Linked DNA regions of Ovis aries: region 1 is linked to region 2. Evidence: chromatin contacts called from public Hi-C data. All regions are on one chromosome and are shown on one strand. Each heading gives the region's core, a stretch centred on a gene start, on an enhancer-like site or on the middle of the called end of the contact. The rest is flanking DNA. Distances are from core to core; before and after follow the strand shown. Region 1 holds the start of PSMG3 (proteasome assembly chaperone 3). Region 2 overlaps LFNG (LFNG O-fucosylpeptide 3-beta-N-acetylglucosaminyltransferase).

Region 1 (7,402 bases), core at 3,244-5,743, 640 kb before region 2:
GACGCCAGCTTATCCAGCTGGGCCCGCGCCCGCTGCCTCATTCCGTGGGCTGTCTGTCATAACTGGTTCAGGGGGATCCAGGGCGCCATCAAACCCCGGACATGCTGCTTGTATGGATAACCGAGGATGACCGCCAAGGGACCCACTTGCCCTTGACTCAGCTGGGGCTGCAGGCCCGCATCCACTCAGGAAAAGGCAGCAAGCGGAGCGCGTGGACTTCCGTGCTTGCAGCTCAGCAGCAGGGGTGTCCTCACCACCCCACCCCACCCCACGTCCACCCCACACCGTGCGTCCACACAGACCACACCGCGCGTCCACCCCACATTGCGCTGGTCCAAGGGCACGGCCTTGAACAAGGGCGCTTCCTGCACCTGTTGGCGTTGCAGGGGCTGGCACACCGACCCCGCATGTGTTACCCGCATTCGGCCATAAATCGCCGGGAGCTGTACTTACAGCTCGATTGTGGGTGAAGCTCCATGTGCAGCCTTTCCATCAAAAGGAGCAACAATTTCCACGAAGCCGACAGCCCTGCCTGCGGAAAGCGCGGCTTTAAGGGCCTTTTTATTGGAGCGTGTATCTCTCCTCCTGAAATACAGCAGCTGCGAGCAGAGCACCGGGGAAGGCAAGGGCCAAGCGCCTTCTCACACGAGCCGCTCGTCTTGATTTACAAGGCAGAGCAGAGCAGCGAGGCGCTGGCTTCAGTGACGGAAGTCTTTGCTCTCGATAGCTACCAGACAGCTTTGGGCAGCTGTAAGTGCCACTTGGGACAGTGCTGGGGACCCTGGTTTCGATTATACGTCAGCCGTCCCCCCACATTCCAGGCGGGCAGCTGTGGGACAGCACAGACGACAGGCTCAAGTGTGTTGCCTCCTGGGGGCGGTCCCCTGGGGGTCTGAGCAATTTGCCCCGTCCTGCTGAGCCTTGATTGCCTCCACTGCCCACCTGCCTCTTAACGCAGTCACCAGGCCTCGGTCAGATGGCAGGGGCGCCGCCAGGGTTTGGCGTGCAGGAGGCCTCCGCACAAGGCTGCACTGGAGCCCTGCACGCAGAGCACGGAGGGACGTCCGCCTTCAGCGTCGACTAGGATGGCCTGTCCCTTAGAAAAGGGACCAGGGAGTGCCAGCGTGGGGCTGGGGCCGGGTAAACAGTGTGGAAGAGTGAAAGTTGCTTGGTTACGTCCAACTGTGTGACCCCACGGACTGGAGCCCGCCAGGCTCCTCTGTCCATGGACTTCTCCAGGCAAGAGTAGTGGAGCGGGTAGCCTTTCGCTTCTCCAGGGGATCTTCCCAACCCAGGGATCAAGCTCTGGTCTCCTGCATCGCAGGCAGCTTATTTACCAGCTGAGCTACTAGGAAAGCCAGTGCGGCTCATCCAAGGAGTGTCCGGGAGGGGCCTGGGGACGGGTGAAGGGCGTGGCCTCAGGGCCCCCTGCTTGCTTCAAACCCTAGCCTTGCCGCTTGGTGGCAGCGTGCCTCCGTTTCAACTGCCGTGTAGACCTCATGGGGTGGGCGGGAGGATTAAATGTTACCAGGACTGAAGGGTGAGCCCAGAGCTCACCAACGGGCAGCGTGAGCCGGACCTCTCATACATTTAGGGGCCGAGTCGGAAAACCAAAGCTGCCAATCGCCTTGGCCCCAGGCTGGAGCCTGACCCGAGGTTCAGGCTCCTGGCTGGACAAGCAGGAGAAGCACGTTTCCGGACGCGTCTGATGCCCAGATGACAAGCGTGCTAATTACAGGCTGATACGGATCGAGGCGGCTCTGGCCCAGCAGAGCTCGCGTTGCCCCGAGTGCCCGGCCAGGGGCTGGTTCTCCGGGAGCCGTCGCCCCCCACCATTCCCAGGCCCTGCTGACCCCCAGCACCTCTCTTCTCCTCAGGTGCGTGTCCCCACACCTGCTGTGACCTGTGTCGCCCCTCGGGTCCTCTCGTGGGTGGACAGGCCTTCCCCTTCTCCAACTGGCCAGCTGCTTTCAGGCTTTTAAAGTGACCGTGCAGGCCCTCCAAGAGCAGACGCCGGGCAGGGTCTTCTCAGGAGAAAGGCCGGGGCTGAGAGCGAGCAGCAGGGAGGTGGGACCCGGAGCCCCCACCAGATGTAGCCGCCGAAGAGCCCTGAGCTGCCCGGCATGGATCTGCCTGTTTCCCCTGGTGGGGGCCTGGCTTCCGGATCCCTCAAGCTCCCCACACAGGGGCATCTGCACCGCTCCAGAAGTCTGCTGGACCTTTGTATGACTGCCCGGCCCTCCTGACACAGGTCACCGGGTTACCCCACAGCTGGTGTGTGCCTGCGGGTTTACCCGATGGTCCCAAGGGGCTGTGGACGTGCCTCCCCAGGGGCCCCAGCATCTGCTGAGGGAACGAGCCTTTGAACACGGCTGTCCTGTCCCATGCTCAGCAACCCCACCCGAGTCCTTCTCAGACCAGCAGCGTGGTCTCACCATCACCATCACCAGTCCTCAGCAGCCCCTAAAGTCCCAGTTTGCACTTCTGCCCCCCGGCCACCCCCATAAGCACCAGCGCCTGTGGGGGGATGCGCCTCTACCCTCCACCTTTAAGCACACGGCTCTGGAGGCTAGGGTGCCAGCCCATCAGGAGGCTGTGAGCCGCGTCTGGGCAGCGGAAGGATCAGAAAAGCCAGGGGAAGAGGAGGAGGAGGAGGGAGGGGCAGAGTCAGCTCCTGGAACCATCTCACCACATGAACCTCAGATCGAGCTTTTGCCAAATAGGTTTTCCTTCCCTCGGCTGTTCACTGAAGTGAACGCGTATCGAGTGCTTGACGTTTCTCAGCATCGTTAAGAAGAACGGTGAGGTATTTGGGGATATGCATTTATTTTTAATAATAAAAGAAATCCCCCAACAACTGAGGGCCGTGACTCAGTTCTCACGCGCGAGGGGCTCTCTGGACCTGGGGAGGATGCACAACCGCCTCAGGACACGCTTCCTGTCCTCCCTCCACAGGGGCCGTCCGCCTCCAAACCAACGTCAGCCTGAGGCGTCTGTGTTTCTTCCAGCTCCAAGGGCCACAGCCAGAGAGCGCCTCCTCCTAACTAAAGGAGCGCCTTCAGAGCCTCGAGGTGTCTGAGCTGCCGCAGGGCCCTCCCGGACGGCAGGGGTGGCCACTCCAGCGTCACCACACCTGGCACGTCTGGATCACCTCCTTCAGGCCCTTCACCGCCTCCATGCTCTTGTCCTTCATGGCCAGGGCGAGGAGAACGGCTCTGTTTCCAGCTTCTTGAGAAACAAACGCCACCAGGTTCTTTGCGAAGACATGGACGAGGGGCTGACGAGGGCAAGGGGAGAAGACCACTTTAACTGCCTTCACCCAGTACCTCTCAGGAGCCCAGGCCAGCTTCCCGGCTCCTCTCTCTCCTGGTTATCTCTACTGAAAGGGCCGTGAGAGTCCACAGAGGGAAACCCTGTCAGACCTCACAGATGATCTTTCCAGAACAGGGCAGAACAGGAACTCATTACCATGAGGCTTACGTTACAGAATCAGTGCCTCTGTGCATCTGTCTGATAAAATGCCGACGGGCTGCACGCAGCAGGCGGACACCCTCAAATTATCTGGGGGCCCCGCACAGTGCTGCCCTGGGCTGAGGTGGCGGGGGACGGGGGCTGTGCTTGCCTCCAGACGCTCCCCATCCTGACAAAGTACGGGCACGGGGAGCCCTTCCCAACCACATTACCTCATCCTTCCCGAGGAGGACTTTAGTGGTCAGCACAGGCTTGCCGATGTCGCCAGTCACGCTGCTGGGTTCCAGGGAGACCAAGGTACCCATCTTCCCCAGCTGGGTCACCACCACCAGGATGTGACTGCTGAAGGCTGTGCAGACCACCTGGGTGGGGACTCCACACACCACTGCAGTCTTCTGCTTGGATGTCAACAATGGTTTACCTTCCATGGCTGAGTCTGCTCAATGGCACCTTTCATTTATGTTAAGGAAAAAAACAGAAAAGGAAATCAGTCAATGGCAGATAGCCTGGGAGCTCCAGAATAAACACTATTTGGTATCAAAAGAGAAACACAAGTTGGCCCATTCACAAGCCTGTCTGTTCGCCCACACAGGCTTTATTCGCCCGGAACTTTCTGGATTCACTCAGACACACACAGGCTGGATGTCAAAGTACGCTTCTCCCTGAGGAGGCAGACGAGGACAATCCCTCCCCGCGCGGGGGCCCCACCCCACCCCGAGGGCCCTCCCTGAGTCCCGGGGCCCGCCCTCGCAGGGGAGTGGGCGCCGCAGACTCGGAAACCCGGCAGAGCAGGGCCGCGCCTCCGCCGCCCCTCCGGTCCGCCCACTAATCGTTTTAATCGTTTTCTGCGTTTTGAGAAACCGTCGGTCCCACAGAAGCAGCAGCAAAACCACCACAGCGCGGGGAAGAGGGCGGGGGCCGGGCGGCGCCCCCGGGGGCGCCCAGCCCCTCCGCCCGGCTCCAGCCGCGCGGGACGCCCACTACCCCGCCACCCGCCATGCCGCCCGCGCTCACCGCGCCGCGCCCGGAAGTGACGCACGCAGGCCCCGCGGGCCCGCCCCGGCAGGCCCCGCCCCGCGAGCGCCGAGCCCTCCCCCGCCGGAAGTGCAGCCTGGGGACTTCCGGCTCCTGCTGCGGCCTCGGGACTCTGCGCTGTGGGGTTCCGCGCCGCCGCGCGGGAAGGGCTGGGCGCCATGTTTGCGGAAAGAGGCTGCAGCACCAACCCGTGGGCCTCTCGGCCCCTGGCCCTCAGGCGAGGGGCGCCTGACTTCTCCAGAAGGGCGTCCTCGCGCCCTCCTGAGGGAGACCCTGCAGCTCTGTGGTTGAGGAGCCTCAGAAACGGGGTTTCTGGCCCTTGGCCATGGGTTCCAGGACCTTCAGGGAAACACGGGGAGCTGAGAGAGAAGCAGGGCCGGACGCCAGTTTAAGCACCGAAAACGTCCCAGTCAGGACCCTTGATGGAGGGCGCAAGAGACCTCAGTGTGGGGCCCTCTGGGTTCATCCCAAATGCCTGTTGACTGAAAAAAAACACACGACCTAAAAGTCGGGAGTTATGTTTTATTCCTTGGACAAAACTGAGGACTTGAGCCCAGGACGCAGCATCCCAGATAACTGAGGGACTGCCCCGAAGAGGTAAGGGAGGAGCCAGGGTGTATAAGGTTTTTGCAACAAAGACCGGGTAGTCCGAAAGTCAGAAGATTGCTTAATAAAGGAAAACCAGGCATCTCCAGGAATTCAGCGCTTTCCCACGTTCCTTTGATGTGCACCTCAGCTTCCTGGGGTGCCTTCTCGTGCTTTCTCACCCCGAGTCCCCTCAGGGTGCACCGTCGGGCAACTGTGATGTGACGGCTTGTAGGTGGCAGCATTCTTTGCTTACTGATACAGCACGTGACGTTTTTCACTTAGAGCAGCAGGAACCAGTGGGGATTTACAGCCAAAGATCAGGACAGAGTCAGTGGGTGGGAAATTACTAAGGGAAAGGGGGGTGGGGGGTTTCTAGGCAGGAAAACCCAGGAGAACTCCTGCTGGAGGCAGGCCAGGGACGCTTCAGACCACCTGGGGGACGGTGGGGGATGAGGAACTGGTTAGACTTTGGCGGTTACCAGACATGCAGGATCGGGGGTCACAGAAGTCCAGAAGTGAGCGCCTAGTTGGGAAAGAGTTCAGAGGGCTTCCCTGGTGGGCCAGTGGCTGACACCATGCTCCCAGCGCAGGGTTCCGTTCCTGGTCGGGGAACTAAGGCCCCACATGCCGCGTGGTGCAACCAAAAGCGGTTTGCTGCAATCTCTGACTTTCGAATATCTCAGTTCCCACGTCTGCTGCATTGGAGGTGCGGAGTCTTAACCACTGGGCCTCTAGGGAGCTCCCTGACTAAGGCCGGTGAACCCCTCTAGGTGGCTCCAGGAGCCTCTACCCTTGAAAGCCCCTCCGGGCCAGCCGTCCACGGCCGAGGGGATGGTGACAGCTGGCGTTAATCTGGCACGTAGTGTGTGCCAGGAGCTGTGCCACGTGCTTTCCGACAGTGACGCGTCCAACCTCAACCCCGCTGAGTAGACACGTTACCATCCCCGTTGTAGAGACCGTATGTTCAGGCTCGCAGGACTTGCCCCAGGTCACAAAGCTGAGAGGGGCGGGATCTGGGCTTCCGAAACTTACTCTTGATTACTGGTCTCCTGATGCGCACGCCCAGGTAAAGGGGCAGAGCGGGGGCAGTGCTGTCCTGCAGCAGGATGACTTCTGGTCCCCCCAGGGGTCTTAGAGCCCCCCACCCCCACCCCCACATGCATCTCTCTCTCTCTGAGCTGAAGTGATGTTGGCAGAGGTGGGGGGTCTTGTGCTGACTCTGCAGTAATCAGAGTCTTGAGCCTCTCGCTGAAGAGATGAACACCCCCTCAGAAACCTGTCCGGCTTCCTGACAGCCTTTCAAGGAAGGCTCCCCCCGGCCTGGTCTGTCCACATCACTTAACCCCTCAGGAAGCCCTGTTGTCATGTCCAGCTCTCTGCAACCCCGTGGACTAGCCCAGTAGACTCCTCTGTCCATGGGATTTCCCAGGCAAGAATACCAGAGTGAGTTGTCATTTCCTCCTCCAGGGGATCTTCCTGACCCAGGGATTGGAACTGTGCCTTCTGCCTTAGCAGGCAGATTCTTTACCGCTGAACCACCTGGGAAGCCCTGGCTGGCACCCTCCTATCCTTACTGCTTTTTCTCAGGGTTTAATAACTCCGTGCACAATCCAGGTTATGTCAAATGAAACTTGCTCCGTGCACAGTGATTTCTGGTGGCATGAAAGCAAAAGGCTTGCCTGCAAAACATGATCAAGACAGACATAGAAGTGAAGAGAAACCTTGTATTTTGAGCTTTTTTGCAGCCAGTTCACCAAGGGAAAGATTAGGAGTTTCATGGTTCGAATATTCAAAAGAAGAGGCATACAGTTTCTCAGGAGGGTCTAGGTTTTTGTTGGCTCTAAATTTAAAAACCCATCCATCCGCACATGCCTTAAAAGCCAATTGCCAATGTATTGCCGTGTGAAACCTGTAAAAGGTTCATTTACTTTTATTTACCAATTCATGCATTCTCTCTCTCAAGGCAAATAGGTACAAGAAATCTGACCCCCTGAAAAAAAACCCCACCCAAAACAAAACAACCCCATGAGTCTGGAATAAGCTTATCGCTTTTATTAAAGAGATGCTGAAGAACAAAGTAGATAGTTTTTTTAAAGACTCTTTTTGATGACCGTTTTCTAAGTCTCTGTTGAATTTGTTGTGATATCACTTCCGTTTTATGTCTTGGATTTTTGGCGGTGAGGCTTGTGGGATCTTAGCTTCCTGACCAGGGATAGAACCCACAGCCCCTGTGCTGGAAGGTGGGAACCCACAGCCCCCGTGCTGGAAGGTGAGCTCTTATTCTCACTGGACTGCGAGGGAGGTCCCT
Region 2 (7,155 bases), core at 3,413-5,912:
ACGAGGCGCTGGCCAGGCGCACGGGTGAGCCCTGGACGTGGGAAAGCGAGGGGGGTCCTGCCTGGAGGAAACTGTCCCCTTGGGAGAGGTTGCCGGCCGAGGACCTGGGAGGGCAGTTTACTCAACGGGTTTGCTCAGCGCCCCGCCCCACCACTCACCCACCCCCCCCAATTCTCATGCAAATGAGGCCCTTTCAGCTCCTGGGCCCTTTGAGCTGATGTGGCGGCAACAGGTGGCTGGTGCTGGGAAAAAGCCGCCTGAATGGGCAGGGGCGGGGCGGGGCGGGGCGGGGCGCCCAACGAGGTGGTGCTGGGGGGTGGGGTCTGCAGGCCGGTGTCCGGCTCGGGGGAGGGCTTGAGTGGGGTGGCTGAGCAGGCACTGCTTGGACCCAGGGCGCCCTGGGACAGACTACCACCCCTCATACCCCTTCCCGCTCTGCTTGCCCCGGGCCTGCTGTGTGACCCCAGGTCAGGCTGCCCTCTCTGACCGGCCTTGGACCCACTCACAGCCCCTCCCCTTCTCCGCAGGCCACGTGGTCAACACGAACTGCTCGGCCGCCCACAGCCGCCAGGCGCTGTCCTGCAAGATGGCCGTGGAGTATGACCGCTTCATCGAGTCAGGGAGGAAGTGAGTGCCGGCCTCTGGCGGGGCCCCGGGAGCGTGCCCTGGTGGGGCTCTGGCCCTGGCAGTCCCACCCGCGTGATGCCCCCCTGACGGCCCTGCCCCCGCCAGGTGGTTCTGCCACGTGGATGACGATAACTACGTGAACGTGCGTGCCCTGCTGAGGCTGCTGGGCAGTTACCCGCACACACAGGACGTCTACCTGGGCAAGCCCAGCCTGGACAGGCCCATCCAGGCCACAGAGCGGGTCAGCGAAAACACGGTGGTGAGTGCCCCCCCCACGCCAGCCTGCACCGCCACACGGGGAGGGGGCTGGGGTGCCCGGCAGCAGGGCTCTGGGAGTCTCACCACGGCCCTCCGTGCCTGCAGCGTCCTGTCCACTTCTGGTTTGCCACCGGCGGGGCTGGCTTCTGCATCAGCCGAGGGCTAGCCCTGAAGATGAGCCCCTGGGCCAGGTGAGTGCCCTGGGGTGCAGGTGAGGCTGCCTCTGATCTCCCAGGGTCCCCCCATGGCCGGCCTGGCACGGCTCGTCTTCCCAGCCCCAGCGTCCCCAAACCTCACGTCCACCGGCAGGGTGAGTCGTCCCCACCTCCGCCTGCCAGCTACCAGGGGGGTGAGGACCCCTTCCTGCATCTGGTAACCCCCCCACTCCACGCACAGGGAGTCCTCAGGCTTGTATGGAGGAGGGGGCTTTCCCGGAGGAAAGGGAGGCTGGGAGCCGCCCGCGTGGGAGCCCCATCAGGGATGCCCGCCGGGCGCGTCCACCTCCTGCCTGAGCCCGGCTGGCCAAGCGGCACGCTGCCCCCTCGGCTCACTGCGGCCCTCGGCCCTTCCCTCCCGCAGCGGAGGCCACTTCATGAGCACGGCCGAGCGGATCCGGCTGCCTGACGACTGCACCATCGGCTACATCGTGGAGGCGCTGCTGGGCGTGCCCCTCGTGCGCTGTGGGCTCTTCCACTCCCACCTGGAGAATCTGCAGCAAGTGCCTGCCTCCGAGCTCCACGAGCAGGTGCGCGCGCCAGGGCCGCGGGGCTCCCCGAGCAGGTGCGCGCGCCAGGGCCGCGGGGCTCCCCGAGCAGGTGTGCGGCAGGTGCGCGCGCCAGGGCCGCACGCTGGAGGAGAGCGTCCGGGAGAGCAGGGAAGGGGCAGACAGGAGGGAGGGAGAAGGTGGGGAGGGGGCCGCAGAGGGGCCACGGCTTTGAATAGGTCACCAGAGGCCCGGCTGTGAGTTGCCACCCAGGCACCCAGGTCTGCCCAGCAGCACTCCCGTGGTTCGTCCATCTTGCCTCTTGTCTTCAGCGGGACACCTACTCTGAGCCTTTCGGGTCTTCCCTGTACCCGTAAACATTCCTCGCCGTGGCTGGCGAGGCCGCCGTCCCAGCTAAAGCCCCCTTGGGCTTTACTCCTGGGGGTGCAGCGTGGACCTGGCTTCTCAGCCCCGAGGTGGGCAGAAGGCCAGGCTGTCCCTTCGTGCAGAGTCACACCCATGCCCGCCTTGGGCAGAGCCAGGGTAGGCTGGCCTTGGTACCACGGCCCCCCCAGGATCACCCTTTCCGTCTCCCTGCAGGTGACCCTGAGCTACGGCATGTTTGAAAACAAGCGGAACGCTGTCCACATTAAGGGGCCCTTCTCGGTGGAGGCTGACCCGTCGAGGTGAGGAAAGGGAAGACTAGAGGGGGCGGGCTCACTGAGGTCCCTTAGGGTCTGCTGCAGCTCAACGGCCCCCAGGAGTCTGCTCGGGTGGAGGCGGGCCCCCAGCCCGCACGGACAAGCCCCCACTCTGTCCCCACAGGTTCCGCTCTGTCCACTGCCATCTGTACCCGGACACACCCTGGTGCCCCCACACTGCCATCTTCTAGTGGCCGTGGCTGAAACCCCGTCCCCGGGCGCCCCTGGTATCCAAAGGGCCCGAGGACCCCTGTCGTGCCGCCCCGGTCTGGGCCTTCGAGGCCACCCCGGGGCTGCGCCTGTGTGTGTGCTGTGTACCCATCCCTGTAGCAGACTGCTGGGCAGCTCTGCTCTGCCAAGGGGCAGGCAAAGTCCCGCCTGTCTGTCTGTCCGTGTTCCGCCCCGGAAGGATTTGTGTGGGAGGTCACTCTGAGGACAGTTCTGTTACCCTTTCGGGGTCTCTGGGCAGCGTGGGGCCCAGGGGCTGCTCTGCAGGGACATGTGGGCGCCGCTCCGTCCTGCTGAGCACAGGCCCGCCGCTGTGGGCACCTGCCCCCCCGGGACTCTGGCTCCCCGCTCAGAGCCCCCAGGACAGGACCCTGTGTTCCGCACGAGGAAGCTGGGTTTGGGGGAGTGCCCCTCACCCCCTCGCGCTGAGCTCCGGCCTGGGTACGACGGCTCCGAGTGACAGCAGCCCCAGCGACCTTGCCGCCGGGTGAAGCATCCCGGGCAGGGGTCTCCCCTGCTCTCTCAGCCAGCTTCCCTTTGTGACGGGGAGCCAGCTGAGCTTTTAACTCCTCTCCAAAGTAGAGAGAAAGTCGCCCATAGTGGGTGTGTCTGTAAATACTGTGACAGTGTTTTTTACTGTGACTGTTTTGTTGAAAGAGGGTGGGTAAAAAGTAGGGTGTTTTTGTCTGTGTTTTCAGGGGCTTGGGGAAGGTGTTATCTTTTCTGTGGATCAGAAAAAGCAGAAGCCAAACTTGGGATAATCTCTGTTGTTAAAGCTGATGGGAATGTCTAACACTGTATTTATGTGTCATGGTGTCTGGCCTCTCCCTGCCCGCCTCCTTCACAGAGCCTGTCTCCCAGCCCAGCTCAGCGCACCTGGCCAGTGAGGTGCGCTTTGCTTTCTGTTTTTCTTTCTGCAAGACATAGCTAGGAAAGTGAACGATAAGGGAAAAGTTCTCAGGGAATTGAGGTGTGTTGCTATGGTGACGTCCTTTGCTGTGAATAAAGATGCTCTTTGGGGCAACCTGGGGGTCCTGGTCTTGGCTGGACGTTGCGCCCGAGATGCAGGTTCATGGAAGCTGGCGCTGGGGGCTCGTTGGCACTCAAGTGGGGAAGGTATGAGAGATCCCCCCAAGCCAACTATCGTAGCATGGGAACTTGGGCTCAGAATAGCAACTTGCATGTTCCTGAGAAGCCCAGGAACTTGAGTGGCCAGCCCAGGGCACCCTCAGGTGTAGGGGGAGATCTCATGTGATCAGACACACTGCTCTCAGACTCCGCAGCCCGGGCCAGCTGCCATGGAGTCCAGTCCTCCCTTGAGAGCGACAGGCGCTCACCGTGGTTTGGCCTGGGACCGCCTTACCCAGCTTCGTCCCTGTCACAAACCATCCAGGCCACCTTCTTGCCCCCATTGTGCAGATGGGAAGACTGAGGCTCAGAGCAGGTGACATCCAAGGCCAGGCAGCTGGGCTGGTGGAGAAGAGCTCCAGGTCCAAGGTCGGGCTGGCCTGGATCCTGGCCTTACCCCCTCGGCCCGCCCATCCCTGCTGTGGTGATGTTTTCTACCAAAGGCAGATCCTCAGGCCCTTCCTCAAATCAGCCTATGTAATGTCGGGTGGGGAGGGCCTGCTCTGGCCTCTGGGGGAGTCCCCTCCCCTGACCCTCCCCGGGACCCGGGGCCCTCACTTCCTCTTCCTCAAACAGCCCAGACAGGCTGCTCCCGGCCTGACCACAGCCCCCAGCTGCTCCCCCACCCCCAGCCCTGCCCCACGGGCCCTCGCTGGGATCTGGGGCCCCCACCGCCGCCTCTGCTCCCTGCTGCCCACCGTGCACCCTGTCAGCTCATCAGAAACCAGGCTGAGGGTGGAAGAGCGACTCTCCTCCCACCCCTGATGTGGGGGCAGAAGCTCCCCCAACCCGGCACACTCCCCTGCTCAGCACCCCCACCGGGCTGGGGAGGGCACCACTTCTGCACGCCCTGCCGGTGCCCACTCTGGCCCAGGGAGCAGCCGGCTGGCGCCTGACCCCACCTGGGCCTTCCGCAGCCCTGAGTCAGCGTGTGGTTTGCCCAGCAGCTGCCCTGGGCGTGCGGCAGGGACAGTGCAGGGAGAGACAGCCCCTTGCCGTCACACGGCCTGACCCTGTCTGGGGGACGCCCCCAGAGCCTGCTGTGCCAGGCTGGGCGGGGGTGGGGCAGTCACAGCGGAACTTGCTGCTGTGGGCAGAGGCTGCGGGTCTCCTTCCGGCCAGCGTGAGTCAGAGGAGCCTCTGCCCAGAGTGGAACCGTGGCCCGGCGCCCCGGCCCTCGCGGGTGGCATCGCCTCCCCACAGAGTGCTGGGGCCCTGGGGCCCAGGGGTGGGCATCAAGGATCACAGCTGGTCCGGGCTGTCCCGGCGGCAGAGCAGGGAGCCCGGGGTGGGGGTGGGGGGAGCCTCCACCTCCATCTCCATGAGGGAAATGGGGGTCAGTGTGAGGCAGCTGAGTGACTGGCCTCCAGGTGGGGTCGCGGAGGGGCATACCCGGAGCACCCTGGCCCATTCCTCCTCAACACGAAGCTGGGCTCCATCCTCAGAAGGGGGAGCGGTCCAGGAGGCCTTACAGGAACAGGCGTCCGCCGCCTGGGGGTGCAGGAGGCGGCCCTCCCCCAGTGAGTCACAGAGTAGAGAGGTGCCCGCCCTCCTCCTGCGGGCACGACTGGGGGCACCACGCCCCACCCCTGGTGGCATCGGTGCGCCTCCCCGCGCACTGGGCTGAGGGATGGTTGGAGAGGGTCCTGGAAGGCTGAAGGGGCTCCGTGTCCCCCAGCCTGGCCCTCCTAAACAGCAGGTCACTGTGGGCTTTCAGAAACGAAAAGCACAGCCCCGGGGGCCGCTGGGCGCCCCAACCCCGCCCTGCCTCTGGCTCCCCAGCTGCCCACAAGCAGAGGCTGAGCCACATCTTGGAGGGGCTGAGACGGGTGCCAGGGTGCCAGGGCGGGGCTCTGCTCTGTTCCTTTGAAACGAGCTCCTTCTGCTGGGCCATCACAGTTAGCTGCCCTGAAGAGGCCCAGCTGGGCTGGAGCAGGAAGGCTCTGCCGAGGGCAGTGTTAGAGGAAGACGCTCCAGGCCTCGACACAGCCTGGACAAGGGGCGGAGGTGGGGCTCGTGAGGATGTCTGGAGACACGGCCCTCGTCCACCTGGCGCATGGCTGCCCATGAGTCTCCATCCACGCTTCTGGAGGCCAGACCCTGCTGCAGCTTCAGCCAGCCCTGCCCTCTCTGGGCCTGGGGTCCCGGCGGGGACCAGAGCCGGCCCCGTGTTTTCTGTCAGACCAAAGTCCAGTCCTGGCGCCGCCCCAGCCCTGACCTCACCAAATGCTCCTGAAGGTGACCTCTGCCCCAAGTCCAGCCCGAGGCTGGACGCACAGAAGGCACGTGGTCCATCATCACTAGGAGGGGACCAAGGGGCCCAGAGGGCTTCTCATCGTGGCCCCTGGCGGTTGCCCGGATCATGTCGCCATGCTGAGTTAGGGGGCTCAGAGCTGTGACTGCTTCCCCCGCCACACGCCCCTACTCCCCCTGCCCGGGCAGTGGGCAGCCCCTTGCATAACCCGCTGCGGTCCTTGGGCGCCCCCTGCTGGCCAGAGTTGGTGGTTTCTCTCCCAACCCGAATCCACCTTCCCCAGGACCCTCTTTTTGGGCTCCAAAATCACTGCAGATGGTGACTGCAGCCATGAAATTATAAGACGCTTGCTCCTTGGAAGAAAAGCCATGACCAACCTAGACGGCATATTAAAAATCAGAGACATCACTTTACTAACGAAAGTCTGTCTAGTCAAAGCTATGGTTTTTCCAGTAGTCATGTATGGATGTGAGAGTTGGCTATAAAGAAAGCTGAGCGCAGACAACCTGACGTTTTTGAACTGTGTGTGGTGTGGGAGAAGACTCTTGAGAGTCTTCTCAAGAGAGAAGGGAGATCCAATCAGCCCATCCTAAAGGAAATCAGTTCTGAATATTCATTGGAAGGACTGATGGTGAAGCTGAAACTCCAATACTTTGGCCACCTGGTGCGAAAAACTGACTCATTGGAAAACACCCTGATGCTGGGAAAGATTGAAGGCAGGAGGAGAAGGGGACGACAGAGGATGAGATGGTTGGATGGCATCACCGACTCAATGGACATGAGTTTGAGCAAGCTCCGGGAGTTGGTGAAGGACAGGGAGGCCTGGCGTGCTGCTGTCGATGGGGTCGCAAAGAGTCGGGCATGACTGAGAGACTGAACTGAACGGAACCTGATCGAGAGGTGCAGCCTGAGTGGGAGGGAAGACCATCTCTGCATCCCCTTGCTTGCTCTTAAAAGTTCACATCATGAATCTTTGGTTATTATCAATATTTGGTATATTACCAGTATTTGGAATCTACTAGTTATCACCAGTATTTGCTTTCTGAAGTACATGTGCTGTCAAGAGGCAAGCTGGAGCCTTCTGCTGCAGGCCACCCAGCCCACTGCCCTGCCCCCTGGCTCTGGCGCATGGCTGGTTGCCGCGTCTCCTTATGGCCCATCCTGGTGGAATCCCCAGATCCTTGCCAAGTGACCCCTCATTTCCTTTTTGAATGTGGTGGTCACAGCTGAGCCCCAGTCACTGGGAACTTGGTGGG

What was found. A called contact is a pair of places that touch in the nucleus more often than the background predicts.
Region 1: a Hi-C map of liver shows a contact between it and region 2, with 3 times the contacts expected there. The contact joins the promoter of PSMG3 here to the enhancer-like site in region 2. A contact is called at or near these places in 3 of 16 Hi-C or Micro-C datasets (hypothalamus, liver and tail adipose tissue).

What each region holds. Positions count from the first base shown.
Region 1 is chr24:41,763,221-41,770,622 of ARS-UI_Ramb_v3.0, reverse strand. It overlaps PSMG3 (proteasome assembly chaperone 3), which reads right to left and starts at 4,493. Exons shown (of 2, transcript XM_004021069.5): 1 at 3,684-4,493; 2 at 2,808-3,277. The coding sequence starts at 3,899. The coding sequence ends at 3,125.
Region 2 is chr24:41,128,473-41,135,627 of ARS-UI_Ramb_v3.0, reverse strand. LFNG (LFNG O-fucosylpeptide 3-beta-N-acetylglucosaminyltransferase) reads left to right here. Exons shown (of 8, transcript XM_027961478.2): 2 at 1-24; 3 at 528-627; 4 at 733-886; 5 at 991-1,076; 6 at 1,465-1,630; 7 at 2,189-2,274; 8 at 2,414-3,541. The coding sequence ends at 2,480. Among named protein-coding and RNA genes, the nearest start is that of LFNG, 8.5 kb to the left of the region's middle. Within about 2 kb of position 4,662, at least 17 of the 54 cell types and tissues checked have an H3K27ac peak or open chromatin away from gene starts, as enhancers often do. A contact at or near this core is called in liver, where this site is marked.